2 separate regions of the Zea mays genome follow, and region 2 is linked to region 1. A link is a contact called in public Hi-C data. All regions are on one chromosome and are shown on one strand. The core of a region is the stretch at or near the end of the contact, and the rest is flanking DNA. Distances in the headings are between cores, read along the strand shown. Region 1 has its middle 13 kb from the start of TRNAD-GUC. Region 2 holds the start of LOC100191450.

Region 1 (5,703 bases), core at 648-3,147:
TGGTCTGATTTGGGTATATATATAACTTATTCTCATACAACTAACTCTAATACTGAAATTCCAACATTATTTTATGAAAGAAAAAAAAACATGGTCGTTCAACCCGGAACTAGCCTAGCCTAGCCTAACTGGAAAGTGCAAACTCGTCTACCCATGCCTGCCTCGGCACAGCAGAAGCAGAGACTGCCTAGATATGTACAACATATGGAGATGGAGTTAACAAGTAAAGTAACCATGACAGCCAGGCCAGGAGCCCAGGACCACTACTCGACCGCAGCAGATTTATCAGTTAATTAGCTAATTAATTAATGCGGCCAATCGACAGCTAGAAGCATAGAGAACAGGAAGCTGCTGGTTAGTTTTAATTTTCCGTGCATGTGCACGCCACACGCGCCTTCACTTGGCCATGGATGGAAGAAGCTTCACTCGCTTTAGCTCGTCTCTTTCTCCTCCCCTGCTGCTTTGCTGCCAGCTGCCTGCTTTCCCAAGGCCTGCACGTTAACATTTTTTCGGTGTGCGTGTACTGTAGAATATGATAGGATTCACCCCATGATAGAAGAGGAATCAACTAATCAAGGGCGCCATGCATATATTGTTTTTATTTGCCGGTGTTTCAAATCATGCCGCTATCATATATATTGGAAGAGAACACCATTGTCGGAAAAAAATCATTGGAGAGAATGAACGTACACTTGTTACCAATATTTCGTAGAGGGGTTGCGGGTTGCGCAGTATAATCCTCCGTACTAATGTACTTCTACTTCGCCAAAGACAGCAGGTGCTCCAATATATATCAGCAAGAGCGGATCTAGACAAAACAACTATTGGTGTCATCTCTAGCATATGTTAGACAAACGTGAATGTCTTAACTGTAAAAGACTTAGATCCAACATATATATTATTTCATCTAATTAATATATAGCAGCCCAACCTTAGTTAAGGTTATATCCAGCTAGGTTTTTCCTGGCCGCCACCCCTTCTTCCTCCCCTCGCATCGATGATATAATACGTTACTTCCAGATATTTGCTATGTCACTGTTCATGTTATTTAATGGCTAATACATTGGATCTTCACACTCTAGCATCTAATATCATCGCAATTTATATACTGATTTTTTTTCTCTAACAGAGCCTAATGCTACTCTGTACCGGTAGGTGCATGTTGTATGATCGATCAGTGTGTATCTCTCTCTCTATATCTATATGGTTAATGTAGCTAATTTAGCCATCTTGTGTCGGTGGAAGTTTTATTTGCATTTAATACTGTCACACGTCAAAAAAATTGAGGGCTTGACAGGTTAATTATAGAGTGACAAAAAGAGTTCCATAAAATTTTATGAAACTAACTTGACACACTTGAGCATCTCCGAGAGCTCTTCAAAAGTCTCTTCTAAATCAATTTTTTTTTTGGAAAAACACAAAAACTTGCCTCCACAGTACCTCTAAAGTGTCCCCAACTTTTTCATAGCTATTAAGGGCGTGTTTATTTGGACGTACAAGAAGGTATGGAAGGGACCAATCACATTTTCTATAGTGTTTGGATGAGAGCCACGAGAAAACCAGATGAACGCCAGAGCAATTTTTGGTGACGGTGTGATCCCCGTGTTACCCTCGTTTTATCCTACTTTAACATTAAACCAAATACATCATAAAACTCCCTCATTTATAGCTAGAAAGGGTTTTTTGGCTCCTTATAAACGCAAGTGCGTGTGAAATCGAGCCAACTTTCATTTTTAATGGTTCATGTGTTCGTTTGCTGCTCCAATTCTTCCTTGTTTGCAACAGCTACCAGTTACGGCTGCACAACCTTGTAGTTTGCCACAGCTCGTGCAACCTCGCTGTCTTGTATCTGCCCTTGTGCGGCCCGACTATTAGACCTTCACCGTCAGTTGGGTCGGGCCTCTGCTGCTGCTCGGCCCCCTCCGCGGTCCTCCCTCGCGGGCCGCGCCTGCTCACTTACCACCAGTGACCTTGATGGCGACGTGAGTTCGATTGCTAGATAACATCAAAGCTACGGAAGAAGAAAATAAATCTGTAAAAACGTATCAACATGGGTCCAAGGCTAATCTGGTCTAATTTAAAATATTTTTGGACAGTTTTAGGAGAATTATTGGAGAAAAGGTTAAAATCTACCCTGAGTAATTTTTCGATGCTCCTATAAACAGATTTTTGGGAGTCATTTATGGATCTCTTGGAGATGTAGCCGTGCCATAAAACTCACCGTTGAAATTAATCTAACATAGCACAACATCCCTTGAAATCTTTCCTAAATTCACTTTCTAAATCATTATTTGTACATCCTTTTATATAAAAACTAGCTATTCTCTATATCTTATGTACATTGTAGACAACTAGTCACGCTCTCTATCTTTGGCTATCGAGAAATCCACGAGAACTACTATATTTAGAGATCTAATTAAAAACTATTTGATGATATTTTTAATAAAAAATATATTCCTATTAATTAAAAGGATATAAAGAGGCTCTTGAAAATCTCTTATGTAAGAGTTAATTCAACTCCACATGTGAACATATTTTTAGGTCAGGACTTAGAAAACACTCTTTATGTTGTTTTTTGTAATGTTGTTGCAAAGAGATATATATTGACAACAATACTGCAGCGAAAAAAATCTTTTTCTTCGCTTAAGAGCTAGTTTGTTTCCGTTTATTTGGCGGCGGTGGCAGCGAGAATCGTATAATCTCGCTAAACACCTTGCGATAAACTCGCTTGTCTGTGTCACGCCATTGTCCAAAATCTAAAATTGAACTAGTAATTGAGATCGGAGAATCGACAAGAATATCGCAAGAATCATGTCTACGAAAAGCAAAAAAACAAACAAACATGATTGTTGGCACCTTTTTGGGCGAAACACCAATGATCCCTAGATCTCGCTCACGGGGAGTCGAGACCTAGGGGGCCTCTCTGCGTGCTGTCGGACGGTCCGCAACAGGTCATCGGATCGTTAAGTAGATAACTACGATCTTCTCTAGGGATATGCAGACCATGTGCGTGTAGGCAACGAACCGTTCGTGATGGCACAAAGTGCTTTATGTAAAACCTAGATCTTGCCTCCCAGGAGGGACCCCGTTGGGGAGGAGAATTCGTAGGGTTGCTTTAGGATTGGCAGGCCACAGAAAGAGCCTCTAAACGACGTAGAACCAAAGAGAGATGAAGATTGAGATCGGGAAATTGAAAGGGAAATGGCCTCAAACTATATCCTATATTAATTTTGGTGTTTGATGACCATCGCAACCTTTTGGACTAACTAGTTTGCATAGTTTTTTATTTCACATGTTCATAAGTTCAACAATTCAGTTTCTAAGTCACTATCATCTCAAAGACAACGAAAAAGGGTGTAAAACTTGGAATAGATGATCTAGCACGAGCTATACACTTTGGATAAGTTCTAAACACCCCTAGGAACTTATTGGACCTATATAGAAGTGTTGTAAAGCTCATATTCAACAAAACACACTTTTGGAGCTAGTCGATGCACACCGGACCGGTACTGTGCAACGTCTGGTGTGCACACAAAAAGTGTAGTTTAACCCATTTACTTCCAATGCCTGTTTGGGGTGGTTGGGGTTACAAATACCCCCAACCAGAACATTCAAGATACAAGACCTACACCTAACATCGATACAACAAATGCAACAACTCCCATGCATTTAAAGCCTCCAAGTGCCAAATCAAAGCGATCCGAGCTCGAGTGAATTGGTGTCTTGCGAGAGTGTTCTTCATTCGAGTTATTGACAAATTTCTTGTGCTCTTGTTCTCGAGTTTCTTTCTTCTTCCCAACCTTATTCTCAAGTTGTAGAGCTAAGCAAGATACATTGTTTCTTTGTGTGGAGGTCCTTGCGGGACTTGGTGTCCCTGGAAAAGAGAAGAACACTCGACCGATCTTGGTGACCGTTTGATAGAGGGAAAGGGTTGAAAGAGACACGTACTTTGTGGACTCCTCATTGGGGAGTAAGTTCTTCGGAACCAAACCTCGGGAAACAAATCGCTCGTGTCTTTGTATTTGATCCTCATTTGCGATTTGCTTCTTACTCTCTGTAAGTGCAATCAACCCCAAGTGAGGGTTTTGGTGATTTAATGACAAAACAAATAAGGGTACTAACAGTTTTTGTTCCCAATGTATGATTAGAAAGAAACAGGAACTTAAGGAAGCACCAAGGACTTCATGCAACGGACGTATAAAATTTTATGTAAAATCTTGAGTTGCATGATGTAATTCCTACTTATTCTTTTCCGCACAGGTAAAGGTGTTTGCTATAGCTCAAGTCCCCAAATTCAAAAGCTATTTTTGAAAACCAAAAATCACTTTAACATTCTTTGGTTGACCATGGTTAGGTTTGAAAAACCTAGAGTGTTCTTGTTGAAAAGCAGCTGAACTTCTTCAACTGCAGCTGAGCTTTCCAGCTGAACTTAACTTCACCTGAGTTGAGCTTCTTCAGCTGCAGCTGAGCTTTTCAGCTGAGCTAGACTTCAGCTGAGTTGAGCTTTCAACTCCAGCTGAACTTCAACTTCAGTTGTGGACCTCTTTGACCATACACCAGCTGAACTTGCCCCCGGGCAGTTGAGCTGGGGTTTTCTCTCCTAAACTCTCTGGTCTAGACCAGCTGAACTGGTCCTAGGAGTCTCCAAATTTGTGAACTCCTAAACTCTCAAGATCTTTTGAGGTTGCTTGGGAGTCTCCAAATTTGTGGACGACCCCAAAAAGTTTGTATCACCCGCTCCTTGAGCTGAGATAAGAAGAGATTGCCTTGACCTTTGTGGTCGGCTTTTGGAGGATTAGGGTTGAAAAAGTCCCAGCCCTTTGTGGGCTCCTCAACGGGGAGTAGGACACCTTTGTGGTGTGGCCGAACCTCGGATTAAGTCTTGTGTCTTGTGTTCTTGCTTGTCTTTAACTTAAGATATATTTACTTGCAAGATTGACATATAGATTTTTCCGTAGAGTATGTCTAGAAGTGAAATAGCCTTTACATATTCATCTTCCAATTCTAACTTAGTTATACCTTACTTCTCAAAAGGACCCGCGAAATACTTTTTCGAGTAGATTATAGTCTAAAGTTTATAAAACAGTTGGATTGGTTCAACTTGCGCACGTAGCTGTTGAACCGGCCTGCACCAGTCGAACTGTGTATTTAACAATCTTTCAAAGTTTGTTGTGAAAATTTTCAGATTAGCCTATTCACCCCCTCTAGGCTACTTTCAATTGGTATTAGAGCTTCGTACCTCATTTTACGCTTAACCGTGTGAGGAAACGATCATGTCTACTCAAAGGGACCATGTGGATCCTCTCCTCGAGGAAATCCCTATCACATCTTCCAGTGAGGATATCCTCGACCTCGCCATGAAGATTGCCGAGAAGATGTTCCTCAAAATGAAAGAGGAAGATGCTAAGAAAAGGGCTGAAGAAGAAGAATCAAGAAGAAAGGCCGAAGAAGATAAAGGTAAGGGAAAATTTGAATACAATGATGACTTGGTAGAACTTTTGGTGTCAAAGGTGATGAGCAAGGTAAGTATCACCACCGAAGGATCATCCACCAAAAGTAAAGGTAATGAGTTCAATAAAGTTCAATTTGATTATTCTAGAAATTTTATTCCCAACTTCTCTTCTGCCCCACTTGGAAAGTTACCAACTCTTAGTGAGTTGAACTATGGCGAGTGGGCCAATAAGATGAAGTCGCATCTAATCA
Region 2 (5,302 bases), core at 368-2,867, 160 kb after region 1:
TTGAACCCACCACCTGATGGGAGAAGGGTGGGAGACACTGGGCAAAACTGTCTAACAAGTAGAACATCATGCTCAGGTGGTTATAATATTGAATATAAATTGTATATATGTATATATGATTTTTGTAAAATAAAAAAAATTGTGTCGGGCCGGGCTAGAACTACGGGCCGAGGCTACGACCCAAGCACCGCACGACGCTCGTGCCAGGTTGACCCAGGCACTATTAAATGGGTCGTGCCTCGATCCGGCTCGCCAGACACGACCTAATTGGCCATCTATACCTTCACACGATAATAATGGTCTTCACCTCAGTTACCACCACCTCGTTCGCCATTATACTTTTCTCTCTCCCCTCATGCCTCCACCTCTGCGCCACCCCATTCTCGGCAGAGGGCGTAGGACCATGCGCCTCCTTCCCGTATTCGTCTGACACCAGCCTCGACATCGACTCGCGTAGTGGCTATTGCACGTCCACGAGGATATTTCACATCATGCGCGTACCATCGTTTTTGCCGTCGTCAGACGTCTCGTTCGTCTTCCCGGCCTTCGCCCTGTTCTTCCTCCCCAACCTGCTGCCCCCCGCCCACGGCCACAGCTGCGAGCCGACTGACGCTCGTCGACTCGGGTATGGGGCGAGTCGGACATGCTCCTGGCCTTTGTCCGTGCGTGCCATCGAGGAGGACATGGTGACGCCTGCCACGGTTATGTTATCTTGACGATGAGGAGTCTAGGTCTGAGACATTGGACAACCAAGGCCCGTAGCGTGGCAGCAGTCGGCATATGCTACGGAGTTGGTGGTGGTGTTGTGCCGCTTCGGCGGGTCTAGGGCTGGAAAGACACTCGCATTCTCTCGCTGTTCTCAGATTGACGGCTGGTGCGGGTGCCTCTCGGTTTGGAGCTGCTCCGGCTGAGTTTCTTTCTCCGCTTGCGTGCTCTCTCCCTATATATCTAGCGGTATATTATTTATGTCGCCTCCAGATACACAGGTCTTCGTCGTGTCTTTCTACGGCAACGAATAGGTATGTGCGCCTCTTCCCTTGCCCTCCTGCTCTACGAAACCTTGAAAGTGGGGGAGACGAGAGATTGATGTCTTTGATTTGCTGCCTATGGTACCCCTGAGTTCATAAAAAATATTATGCGAAGAGCAGAGACAATCAATAAAAAATCTTGAGATCTTTTTGGTGAATAATTTACGTGGGTAGTGTTGTGAGCCGTCGCGCACAAGTAACCGACTAGTTGCAAATCATGTTGTGGTGGCCTGTGACGTTGATGTGCTGGCCCATTTCAGATTTTTGGTTTATTTTTTGGTGGCCTGTTGGAGAGCATAACAAACAAATAATTGATGAACATTTTAAGCAGCTCCAAGAACTACTTTTAATTTTAAGGGTGATTTTATAGGATTTTTTTTTTGAGATGAAAGTCATCCCCTCGGCAACCTGCCTTCAAACGAGTCAATGCGCCATCCAGGCCGTTAAATTCAAAACGGAGGGCTCGGGATGGGATTCCTCCGGATCCGGCCGCTAACGGCTCTCTGCTGCTGTCCCCGTCCCGAGCCAACCAACGGATTTCCAAACCCCAATTCTTCTCCGCCATTCTTGCCTCTGCCGACGCCCTCTACCCTATTTCAAAACATTTCAAACCACTCTTCGCCCCCTTCCTCTCCTCTCATCCCCTTCCCCCCTCCACTCTCTCGTGTGTGGTCTCGCCCCTGAGGTTCCTGATCGCACCATCTCCCTCCGGCGACAGTCCGCCGCCCCGCCCCGCGCGCTCGACGAGGCCGCTCCGGGTGGTGAAGAGGTGAGTGTCCTACTTGTGATTCGCCCAGAGATTGGATCCGGTCGTCCGCTGCATAGCATGAATCCTCCGCTGAGGGGGGAACCGTTTTGAGAGATGGGTGGGGTGTTGTCTCAGCTTCCTGTTTAGCGCTGTGGAACCGTTGCTCTGGGGTACGTGGTGCGCGCGGGGAGGTATGTGTGTGTTGCCGCGAAGTTGCGTTTGATCTGTGGAATCGCGCCTGCAGGGTGCTGCTGCAGTGTCTCCCCTCTCGCTATGAGTAGTGCTGTGAAGGACCAGCTACAGCAGATGTCGACGACGTGCGATTCTCTCCTGTTGGAGCTCAACGTAAGTTCTTTATCTATCTAATTCCACAGTTTTCTCTCCGATCTTTTTGTTGGTACGCCGTTCGGCGAGCCCGGTGCGGGATAAATTAAGGCATTTTTCCTGGGTCGTGTCAGGTGATTTGGGATGAGGTCGGTGAGCCCGACATGGCGAGGGACCGGATGCTGCTGGAGCTCGAGCAGGAGTGCCTCGACGTCTACAAGAGAAAGGTCGACCAGGCCAATCGATGCAGGGCCCAGTTGCGGCAGGCCATTGCGGAGGCAGAGGCCGAGCTCGCTGGCATATGCTCGGCCATGGGCGAGCCACCGATACATGTTAGACAGGTTAGTTTCTGTGCTTTGAAGTATCATATACCATGAAAGAAACAAGTAACATTTGAGTACTACTGCTGTACTGCAGAAAGATATTCTACAGAATTTTCTCTCATGATCTTTTTTGTCATTGCAACTTTAGGGCTGTGATAGTGTGATAGCTATTGGCTAGATGTGCAGGTTACTTGTACTCTGCTATATTGAAGGCTTACAAAAATAACTGTAGTGTGATCTACTGGTAATTCTTACCCTCTGTAGTGAAAAATGTTAGTAGAGTAAGAACTTGAATGGTTTAAGGGAGTAACCGAACAAAATTGTGCGGTATTAAGGTCAGGAACTGCATGCATTCTGTTATGAAGACTGAATGTTTCAGTAGTGACTCCATCAATAATTTGTTTTCTTTCAAATGGCAGTCAAATCAGAAGTTACAAGGTTTAAGGGAAGTATTGAATGCGATTGTCCCATACTTGGAGGAGATGAGAAAGAAGAAAGTTGAAAGATGGGACCAATTTGTTGATGTGATCGAGCAAATTAAGAAGGTTGCATCTGAAATCAGGCCTGCAGATTTTGTACCCTTTAGAATTCCTGTGGATCAGTCTGATCTGTCATTAAGAAAGCTGGAGGAGCTAACGAAAGAGCTGCAATCCCTTCAGAAGGAGAAGGTCAGCATCACTTGTTCAAATCCTCTTTATTTGTCTAATGAATATTACTCCCAATGTCTATTATTTTCCTTCAATACTCATACAAGTCTATAAATCTTCTTGTCTGTGCCTGTTTTTAACAGAGTGATCGGCTGAAGCAAGTCATGGAACATCTTAACACTTTGCATTCGTTATGCGAGGTGCTTGGTGTAGACTTCAAACAAACAGTAAATGAGGTGCACCCTAGCCTGGGTGAGGCTGATGGATCAAAGAACCTAAGCAACTGTACAATTGAAAGCCTTGCATCAGCTGCAAGCAGACTGCGTGAATTGAAAGTCCAGAGGATGCAAAAGGTTAGCACTCTTTATATCACTTGAGAAATTTCAATGATTCAGCGCAGTCAACCGTCAATCTTTTGATTATTCAGTGCATTCACTAGTGTCAAATTTGATTCTTCAGCACAGGCAACCCTCAACAATTTTCAATTATTTAGTGTCTTTAACATTGTTAATATGAAATTCTGAATGTCACAGCTTCAAGATTTGGCCTCTAGCATGCTTGAACTTTGGAATCTCATGGATACACCACTTGAAGAACAGCAGATGTTCCAGAATGTAACGTGCAATATTGCTGCTTCTGAACATGAAATAACTGAGCCTAACACGCTCTCTATTGACTTCCTCAGCTACGTGAGTTCATTGTTCTTCAGATATTGCTCATGCCACTGTTGCTATGTTTTTCTATGTTTGAGCTAGGAATGTTCTGAGATTGTATCTTGATCTAAAATATAGGTGGAATCTGAAGTTTTAAGACTCGAGCAACTTAAAGCGAGCAAGATGAAAGACCTTGTTCTAAAAAAGAAGACAGAACTGGAAGAGCATAGGAGACGTGCTCATTTGATTGGCGAGGAAGGCTATGCAGCTGAATTTAGCGATGAGGCTATTGAGGCAGGTAAAGATCATATCCTGGGATGTAAACTTGTGTCCATTAAAATGTATTGCAGACCTGAAAATAATGGGAACATGAGAACGATCTTATCTACCTTCGCTTCCTACAGGAGCTGTTGATCCTTCGCTGGTGCTGGAACAAATTGAGGCTCACATTGCCACAGTGAAAGAGGAAGCCTTTAGCAGGAAGGATATTCTCGAGAAGGTTGAAAGATGGTTGAATGCATGTGAGGAGGAAGCTTGGCTGGAAGATTACAACAAAGTAGCAATGCTGGTCAACTTTATATGCAAATCTCTGTTCTGTTTTTGTTTACTGGATATTAAAAGTTCCCTGAACATGACATCTATAGGATGACAATCGTTATAATGCCGGGAGGGGGGCCCACTTGACACTCAAAAGGGCTGAGAAAGCTCGTATTTTGGTTAACAAGATCCCAGGTAATATTTGCCTGTCAGATTTCTATTAGAACTATCACAGATTTTATGTGTTCTGATCATAGAATGTTACTCATCATAGTTCGAACCAATTTACCATTGCCATGCCTGAAACAGGACTGGTAGATGTTTTAACCACAAAAATTGTAGCCTGGGAGGCAGAAAGAGGAAAGGAATTCACATACGACGGTGTAAGTTTTCTTATTCTTGTACTTTTTTTTCTTGGATGTTTATTTCCTTTGGATATTTAGTATTTTTCTAAAATGTATTTCATGCAATATTTTTTCAGGTCCGCCTTATGTCAATGCTTGAAGAGTACATGATCGTTCGCCAGGAGAAAGAGCTACAGAAGAAGAGGCAAAGGGTATTATTTCCATGCTCAATATTTCTACATTGCATAAACCTAATGTTTTAACTGGACCTGATGTTGTAATACCTTATTCCGATCTGCAGGATCAGAAGAAAATCCAGGATCAACTCAAAGCTGAGCAGGAAGCGCTCTATGGATCAAAACCAAGTCCTTCTAAGCCTCAAAGCACGAAGAAGGCGCCTAGGCACTCCATGGGTGGTGCGAACCGAAGACTGTCTCTTGGTGGAGCCACTATGCAAGCCCCCAAAACAGATATACTGCACTCCAAGACAGCTCGTGCCGCCAAGAAGGCTGAAGATTTGGGCGCTTTATCTCCTAGTAATCTTTCTTTCCCATTCATCTACTGCAATGCTGGTTCTTCTTTTCCTTTCATCTCCTGTTAAACTTCCTTTCACTTGCATACGATTCTGATGGAGCCTAGCGCTTTCAGGTAGTAGAGGCTTGGACATTGCCGGTCTTCCCATCAAGAAGTTATCTTTC

The links. A called contact is a pair of places that touch in the nucleus more often than the background predicts.
Region 2: a contact with region 1 is called in a Hi-C map of ear, with 1.9 times the contacts expected there. The contact joins the promoter of LOC100191450 here to the enhancer-like site in region 1. A contact is called at or near these places in 2 of 25 Hi-C or Micro-C datasets (ear and leaf).

Annotation. Positions count from the first base shown.
Region 1 is chr8:155,210,229-155,215,931 of Zm-B73-REFERENCE-NAM-5.0, forward strand. No RefSeq gene overlaps it. Among protein-coding and RNA genes, the nearest start is that of TRNAD-GUC, 13 kb to the left of the region's middle. Within about 2 kb of position 1,898, at least 13 of the 20 cell types and tissues checked have an H3K27ac peak or open chromatin away from gene starts, as enhancers often do. A contact at or near this core is called in ear and leaf, where this site is marked.
Region 2 is chr8:155,370,491-155,375,792 of Zm-B73-REFERENCE-NAM-5.0, forward strand. It overlaps LOC100191450, which reads left to right and starts at 1,618. Exons shown (of 13, transcript NM_001136883.1): 1 at 1,618-1,797; 2 at 2,021-2,121; 3 at 2,235-2,441; 4 at 2,843-3,091; 5 at 3,214-3,423; 6 at 3,604-3,759; 7 at 3,862-4,021; 8 at 4,128-4,279; 9 at 4,368-4,455; 10 at 4,570-4,643; 11 at 4,742-4,816; 12 at 4,906-5,140; 13 at 5,253-5,302. The coding sequence starts at 2,050.